Regions from separate parts of the Mus musculus genome. Here region 1 is linked to region 2. A link is a contact called in public promoter capture Hi-C data. All regions are on one chromosome and are shown on one strand. Each heading gives the region's core, a stretch centred on a gene start, on an enhancer-like site or on the middle of the called end of the contact. The rest is flanking DNA. Distances are from core to core; before and after follow the strand shown. Region 1 holds the start of Arfgef1 (ADP-ribosylation factor guanine nucleotide-exchange factor 1(brefeldin A-inhibited)). Region 2 holds the start of Pcmtd1 (protein-L-isoaspartate (D-aspartate) O-methyltransferase domain containing 1).

Region 1 (4,437 bases), core at 455-2,954, 3.1 Mb after region 2:
AATGACTTCTTTCAGGACCCAAATATAAATTCAATTTTTGCAACTGTACAATAGTCTTCTCATTCACCTGGAAACGTGTTGTTAGTTACAATAACAAAATGGGAACTTATGACCAATGAAGGGCAAAGGAAGGAACTATTTAAGTCCACTATACTACTACATTAACAACAAAACACCACCAACAAAAAGGACCATTTTTTGGTGGATGTTAAACAAATCCAGTTGATGTTTTTCATATTACTAAGTATTGAGAAAAAAAGGAGGAAGGGCGGCTGTAACATTTGGAGTAAGTTAAATGGTAGTCTTAAGTCAAAACTTAAATGCAAAATTGTCTCTAACCTATCTGGACCCCTTACTTTAGCATAAAGTTAGTTTGTCCCCTTTCAAAAATGTTTTTCAAAAATCACTTTTAACCATTTTCATTTCTTGCAAAGTTGAGCTGCTCTGGTCCAGGGCTATAAACAAAAGGGTAAGCATCACAAATTTATCTGTGTTAAATGTTCTGGCTTCTCCCTTAACAATTCTCTTATTGATGGATGCACTAGACCTACCAAACCTACCGCAAACAAATCGTTATCTGCCTACAATGGTTTTATAGGTATTGTTTGGGATTTGCCCTGCTGTGGCTTCATTACACTAGACCTCTTCTGTCTGAACTATAAATCACAACTGAAGCTTGAGAACAGCTGCCACTGTCCAGACATGTGGCTGGTGGGTGTCATTGTCTTTCTCTTTTCTCTCATTTCACACACACCCCTTTCTGTGTTACCTAAAGTCAATTTATCTAAAGGTTCTTTCCTTCCACATTTCCACACAGACACGGCCACCGCCACCCCCTTAACCTCTAGTCTTGTTCTTCCAGGTCAGCCCAGTAGGTTACATTACTACTCTTTTTTCCTGTAGCTGGGGCAGAGAGATGGCAAACTCGAGGCACCTTTTGCAACCCCCTTTCTCGAGACTGTCAACGAGGGAACAACTTCAACCTTTCTTCCCAAAGTACCACGCCAAATCATAAAGTTATTGTAATTGCAATACGGAACCCTCCCCCACGCTCAGTCTCGTCAGATCGGCCCCACCTCAATTTCTAAGCTAATAAACAACAGCTCATCTTCTGCTCCATCACAAAGGATGACATTCTGTCCGCACCGCAGGGGCCACCAACAACCCTCCCCCCATCCCGTCCTGTGGACCACTCGAAGCCAGGTGCCTCGCGATCCGTAACCATCTCGAGTTCCAGGGGCCCCGGCTGGCCGCCTATCCTCCTCCACTCAGCCGGTGCCCCGCGTCCAGCCGAGTTGCTGTCAACTCCAGTCGGGCGGCCAGCAGGGCTCCCCGGACGAGCCGCCCGCCACGCCGCCCACCTCTCGCGGCCGGCACCCCGCGCCGCGGCCTCCTCCGGGCTCACCTAGGGCCACCTCGCACGCTTTGCGCAGCTGGGAGTGATGCGCCTTCTTCACTTCCTTGTCGGCCAGAATCTTCTCCAGGGCCCGGGTCAGGAACATGTTCTTCGTCTTCTTGCCCTCATACATGGACGCGGAGGAGGCGGCGGCGGCGGCGGTCCCGGCGGCTGGAGGGAAGGCGGAGGAGGGGGACGGGGACCGGGATGAGGACGGGGAGGGAGAAAGGCGAGGAGGTGGCGGTGGGGGCGAGGAGGCGTGGAGGGCAGCGGCGGCACCAGGAAGCGGCCGGCGACGCGGAGCGGCCGCGGGGCCGCCAAGGGCGTCGAAAGCCTCGCCACGCTCGAGGGGCCGCCGTTCGAGGGCCGCGCCCGTCCGGCCTCGGCGCCGTCGGCCCGGGGGTCGCTTCCCGGCCGCCCGCCTCACTCGTCCCTACGGCCCGGCGGCGGCGGCACTCGGCCCGGGCGGCCGTCTTCCCGGGGCCGAGGGCCTAGGTGGCGGCGCCTCACACTGCCAGCAGGCGCGAGGCTGCCCTAGCTACCGTGGGGACCAGCATCCGCCGCAGCCGCCGACTGGCCTCCATCACCGCCGACCTGCCCCGGACGCCATGTTGAGAGGAAACGACGCGTCACGCAGCGGCCGAACGGCTGCGGAGAGGAAGCGGCGGCGGCGGCGGTGCCAGCGCCAGCCCAGAGCTGCCGCGGCGCCGAGAGGCAAGGGGCGGAGGGCGGCGCGGGAGGAGCGGCCGGAGCTGCAACTCTACGGCGGCCCGGCGGGGACTCGCCGCCTCCCGCGTTCGCCTGCAGGGCAGCGTGGGGCGTGGCGGGCGTCCTGCTGCGCGGCACGGCGTGGCGCGGGGCTTCTGCTCTTGCGGGCTACTGGGATGCGTGATCGGAGCACAGGGGCGCTCCCAAGGCCGGGACGACAGGACCCCTGCCTACCGTGCACGGGCTTCCCCAACTTTCTGGACAGCCGGTCGCCGGGGAGCAAAGTTCCTCGCGGTCCTAGGGCCACAGGAACACCCGCGTCGCTCCCTCAGGCGCACCTGGTTTCCGCCTGCCACACGGGGTCTAAATTTCCTTCTCAGGTGTAGGAAATTGCTATCCTTGACCGATACTTTCAATTACTTCAAGATGGATCTCTTTTGCAAAACGTAAGCTAAAAACCACTGGGCGAAGATTCAGGAATATTTTCACTTTTTAAATCTCTCAATAGGGTAAATCAGTAAACCCTAGGTTTCATGCCCTTTTCTGATTGACACTGAAGTTAAGGTGAGTGCTTCTGACTCAGGTACCGCACAGAGCCCTCCCGTTCTCTACCTTTAATCCGGAGTTTTCAGAATGGAAAAGCTTTAAGAACAGATACTCCTGACCATACTGTGCCTGCTTTAATGCCACAGAACTCAAATTTCCGCATTGCTTCTGAGAGAAAACGTTAAGAATCCCATGAAATAAATGCAGCCGGTTTACAGGGGGTTCCATGCTATTGCGTGTCTCCAGCAACATGGGATCCCGGTTAGGATACAGCTTTTGCTTTCTTTTCCTTAGAGTGTGTTAGCTGTGGATTTATATTAATGCAGCAATCAGAATCCAAAGGTGTGAACGCTGCAAAGTGACAAGACTTGAGACGTATGAAAAGCCAAAGGAAATAAAAATGGGAAATCTGAAGGTGACATACAATTAAAATGGACAGATACATCAAAATGTGGTTGTCCTGAGAAATCTACAAATCCATTACCTTCATCTTAAACACTAAAATCTTCGAAATTAGAGATTCATTTTGCTCCTACATCAAATATAATGTACATTCTGTTATACATCAGGGAAACATACTCCATTTCTAATTTGTCTTTGCTTCCTAATGCTAGGGTTAAACCAGGTTTCATTGAAAGTACTATCTGAGCCAGGCGTCGTAGAGAACGACTTTAATCCCAGCACTCGGGAGGCAGAGGCAGGTGGATTTCTGAGTTCGAGGCCAGCCTGGTCTACAAAGTGAGTTCCAGGACAGCCAGGGCTATACAGAGAAACCCTGTCTCTGTTTTTAGCCGCATTAACATTCTCTAGCCTCCCTTGCAGCTAGACGTAGCCAATAGGTTAACTCATTAAACAAAAATTTTCAGAAACTACCTGCTACTCCCTTTTCCTGTTAGGATACAGCTTTGGCCGTATAGTAAAGATAGCAAAACAACAAATTCAAAAGAGTTTGAGCCTCTGAATTACTCTTAAAGCAGAACAACCCATCATCATGAATAACTGTTTTGTATTTTACATGAGGCAAGTAAAACTTGTCAGTTATGTTTGTTGTTTTTATACTAAGCATGGATGTCAAATATGAGCAACCGAGAAATCCTTGCCCTTGAAGAGCTCAGTGTATTTAATTGCAATCTATAGTCATTTTGTCATCTTGCTTGTTTATTGGTTGCCTACTTCTCTCGTAGGAGCAAGGACCTCATCCATTTTGTCCTGTGTCCACCATCTACTGTGTTGTGGCATAGGGAATTCTTAAAATACACTTGTCAAATAGAAACTTGGGTAGATGAAAGACATCAGACAAAGGTAGCCATGATATCTTCCCTTGTAGAGCTTATAGTATGTAGAGATATGTTGACAACTAGTGAATAGGTAATTGCAAAGTGTGAAGTATGATTAAAGGAAGTGCCAGCAGGCAGTCTACTGCAGATCTTCACTGCAGGGATAACTAGCCAGAAAAAGTGTCAATTAAACTGGAAACTGAAGGAAGGAGAAGTTAGATAAACTAAGTCTGTAGGGAATGATGTGATAAAATTGGTGATTTTAAAATGGATTCATGTATACATACATGAAATTACCAAAAACAATAAAAATTATAAATACTATCTTTGTGGTCTGGTGAGTGGAGGGGCCCAGCAAGGATGTAGACAGAACAGTAAACAGCCTCAGCAGTGCAGGATGACCCGTGTGCGGTAACCCATGGCCACCACGTAAAGTCTTGGGATCAAGCCTTAGTCATCTGCTCAGGTTAGGGACTTTGTCTAATTTATAAAAATTCTAGAGGATTTTAA
Region 2 (4,219 bases), core at 1,717-4,216:
GAGCAAGCAGGAGAGACATGCCAGTAAAGAACATCCCTCCGTGGCCTCTGCATCAGCTCCTGCTTCCTGACCTGCTTGAGTTCCAGTCCTGACATCCTTGGTGATGAACAGCAGTATGAAAGTGTAAGCTGAATAAACCCTTTCCTCCCCAACTGCTTCTTGGTCATGATGTTTGTGCAGGAATAGAAACCCTGACTATGACAGATGTCTTATGAATTAAATGACAGAATAGTTCCTCTTCCCCGTTTTGGGTGCAATGGGGTGGGGTGTTTTAGGTTGAGTCTCACACAGCTTCTGCATGCTTTAAATTCACCATGTAGGCAGGAATGTCCTTGAACTTTTTAAAAGGAGTTTTTTTTTTTTTCTTTTTTTGAGATTTTTTATGTTAATGTGCTTGAGTGGCTTCCTGAATTTTTGTGGGCACATCAATGCCCTCTGTTCCTGTGGAAGACAGAAGATGGTTTCATATCCCCTAGGATGGAAATAATAGATGGTTGTGAGCAGCCTTATGAGTGCTGGGAATTGAACCAAGGTCATTTGGGAGAGATAGTAGTGCTCTCCTTCCTTCCTCCCTTCCTGTTTTCAGACAGGTTCTCTTTCTATAATCTTAGCTGTCCTGGAACTTGATATAGCCCAGGCTCTCCTTGGACTCATAGAGACCCACTTGACTGTTTGCACTCTGGTCCTGTTACTTTCATCTCTCTAGTGCTGGGATGAAAGACCACTAGGCTGAACATTTGTGATATTCTGCCTGCGTGGTTTTATGAACAGAGTGCCAGGCCTGTACTATACTGTGTTATTTTCTGCTTAGTAATAAAGTAGAAGTCACTTGGTATGAAGAATAAAAGTGTTGCTAGTGTTCCCAGGACCAGGCTTACTCCAACAGTGGATGGAGAATGCCAAGAACAAATTGCCTGCAGGCTATATAAAGTCTAAAATCTTTACATAAATCTGGATGATGAAACAACTTAAAAATTGACCAATATAACAAAGACAAGTATCATCGGTGTAGCACAGCATTAAAATTTGGAAGCAGTTTGGTACTCAGTATCCAGCCTTCCCAGATTATGAAGTTGTGGGAGGATATATAAGAAATGACAGGTGCAAAGGCAAGACGTGGGGCATAATTAGAAACATGGGTAGGTGGCAGGTACCAGGTGTATACACAGAAGTTATTACATGATTCTTTCCAGTTTAGCTGCTGTAGAAGAGAAACCCCTGGTCCTGTTTTATAAACACAGTACTTAGCATCCCTCTTATTAAACATCATCATTTTTGCACACCTCTAATCTCAGCCCTTGAAGGTGAAGAGAAGAAAAATAAAGCTGTGTTTAGCTCTTATTCAATAGAAAAAAAGGCCTACATAAAAAAAGTCCCAGCCGGGCGGTGGTGGTGCACGCCTTTAATCCTAGCACTTGGGAGGCAGAGGCAAGCAGATTTCTGAATTCGAGGCCAGCCTGGTCTACAAAGTGAGTTCCAAGACAGCCAGGGCTATACAGAGAAACCCTGTCTTAAAAAATCAAACCAAAACAAAACAAACAAAAAAAATTCCCATAGGGACTGAAATGAAAGAAAAAGAAAACCAAAATGTTTTCTAGTGTCTCACTGTTATTTTAAAACAGGTGAAGTGGAACTCATCTGTGATTTCTCAGAAGGCTGAGGCTCGGAGGATTTCACATTTGAGGACAGCCTGGAGATTCTGTTAAAACTCCCAAACCTTCCTAATTTATCATGTGATTTATTATGTTTATGGTAAGATGTATATATATATATATATATTTTTTTTTTTTTTTTGAGACAGTCTCATATAACCCAGGCTGACCTCAAATGAAGTATCTGCAGATAACTTTGGACTACTGATCTCTGCTGTCACCTGCGGAGCTTTTGGGATTACCACCCTGAGCCGTTACATCCACTCGATAAAATATTTTCACCTGCTAAAATTTCTGCCTAGAGTATCAGAAACCGAACCCCCAAAGACTGTTATGTGATCCCATCCTGTCCAGGGGTGCTTTGGTTCTAGGAGAGACACAAAGATAGGACTAAGGAATCCGGCCCACAGCCTCAGTCTAAGGGCTAAAAGGCCACCAAATCTAACTTCGTACTTGAGACATAAAGGTGAGCTGAAAGTCAGACCATCGCATAAGTTAACTTTGTTCCAGTTTTCAAGTGATTGGAAGCTCTCATTTTACTACTCTGTTCTTAAACACTTTACACAAGGTTACTGTAGGTGACAGCAACCTAGGCCTCAAGACCTTTTGTTTTCCTGATAGGGACTTGATATATGTATGTAGTACAGGCAGACTTTGAGCATCCCAAGTGCTGGGGTTACAAGCCAGTGCCACCACATCTGGAACGTGCATTTGGTTACAAATTACAGCATTGGGAAAGCAGTGTCTTTTTATGTGCTGGAAACAAACAAACAAACAAAAAATACAGTCCCAAAGTAGGAATCGACATGTTTACTGCGGAGGACTACAGATGTAGATGCTCCCCCTTGCTTCTGACCCTCGCCACTTCTCAACAAGCACTCCTTCCCGACACCGACACAGGCAGGGGCTTCGGCGTGGACCAAGAAGGCGTCAGCTGCGCCTGCACAGGGGGCGACGCATGCACCGCCGCCAGTCATTGGGTGCGCGCCGGGTCTGCAGGCATCCTCCCCATCACCCGATACAGAGACCCGCGGAGAGGCTGGAGATGAAGTGGCCTCGTAGATCCAGTCGGCAAAACGCCGACCGGAGGCGGAGCTGGGGACGGACTGAGTCACCAGACCCTGCGCTCCCGAGCTACGCAGCACACAAACAAAACAGCGACAGAATAGGAGGAGCCCCAGCTCTCGCGGCATCCGCGGGAGCTGCCAGCCGCTTGGGCAAGCCTCGCGTTGTTTGGTTAAGGGGCAGGGCGTTCAGCGAGAGGGCGGAGTCCAACCCAGCTGAGGGTGGGGGTGTTCCCAGGCCCCGTTGATTGGCATCTTTCTTCGGAGGGCGCCCCGCGCACGCGCAGCTCCCAGGAGGCGGTGGCGACTAGGGCAGTCCAGCTGCCCGGGTCCCGGGTTGCGGGTCGGGCTCCGCCCTCCCGCGTCGGCGCTGGCGGACGCTGTGCCGGGCCAGTCGGCTGTCTCTGCGGCGCTCCGCCCGCCGCCGGTCCGCCGCTGCTTTGGCCTGGAGGGCTCCCGCCTACGCAGGCTCGTGACGCGGGGGCTGGGACGGGGCTTCAGGGACTGAGCGGGCGCTGCCGCTGTGTGAGCGTCTTCTGCGCCTTCGGTAAGTGCGGTCCGCGTCCGCTGCTTTGGCATTTTAGACACCAGCCGGGAGAACGGATGGAGAGAGACAGGGCGAGCTGTTTTGCAGAGCCAAGGTGTTTTACAGCTTATTGCTTTTATGCGTGTTCTTTTAAAATCGTGAAACCACAGCTGTGCGTTTACAAATCTGAAGAATTTGGGTACAGAAGGAGGAGGAGGAATGCTCTTAGAAATGGAGCTAAAGTACTGCGTGCTCTGTAAGAAAAAAAAAAAAAGCTGCCAAACAATGAAGACACAAGACTCCTGCCCTCTTTCTGTCCTGGACCTCAACCCCAATATTTACGCTCCCACTACTCAGAGTAACCCGATCCCAAGTGTATGTATGCATCCAGCCTTTCAGGATTTTGTCGGTGCAAGTGAGGAGTGTGTTTATAGACGAAAATTAAAGTCCTATATAGAATATAGATTTTTGGGCCAGTAGTATACGGAACTCTCCACTCTTTTTTTTAAAAACATACTTTATTGTTAAATGTTACTGTTTAGCATGGGCTTCACACTTTCAGTAGCGAGTCAGTTAAAAGCTTATTGTATGTTTTGTGATTTGCGACGCAGTTCTATAGCTCAAGCTGAGATAGAGCCCCCTGTGCTGTGGAAGCTGACCTTGAACTCTTAGCTTCTGCCTCCACCTCCCGAGTGCTAGGATCAAACAGGAGCTGTTGTGCCTGGCCTACGTGCCAGTATTTTGCAACTTAATATATTGACTTTCACAGTATCTAAGGCCACATGCGATACTTTCATATGAAACAGGTTGCTAGTCTTTGCTTAGACCTCAGAGTTTACATGAGAGGGAATGACTGCCTAAAGATTACACAAAGTTTACTTTTTCTTTATGTCATAAAGTTTAAATACCATATGGTTAGATAGCAGCATTTAATTCTTTAAACTCTAGGAGGCTACTTTTGATGAAACTCGTAGAAA

Evidence for each region. Promoter capture Hi-C pulls out the DNA fragments that hold promoters and counts their contacts.
Region 1: a contact with region 2 is called in a promoter capture Hi-C map of pre-B cells. The contact joins the promoter of Arfgef1 here to the promoter of Pcmtd1 in region 2. A contact is called at or near these places in 3 of 39 promoter capture datasets (the HPC-7 cell line, cranial neural crest and pre-B cells).

What each region holds. Positions count from the first base shown.
Region 1 is chr1:10,230,966-10,235,402 of GRCm38.p6, forward strand. It overlaps Arfgef1 (ADP-ribosylation factor guanine nucleotide-exchange factor 1(brefeldin A-inhibited)), which reads right to left and starts at 1,705. Exons shown (of 38, transcript NM_001102430.1): 1 at 1,406-1,705. The coding sequence starts at 1,529.
Region 2 is chr1:7,085,954-7,090,172 of GRCm38.p6, forward strand. It overlaps Pcmtd1 (protein-L-isoaspartate (D-aspartate) O-methyltransferase domain containing 1), which reads left to right and starts at 2,967. Exons shown (of 6, transcript NM_183028.3): 1 at 2,967-3,263.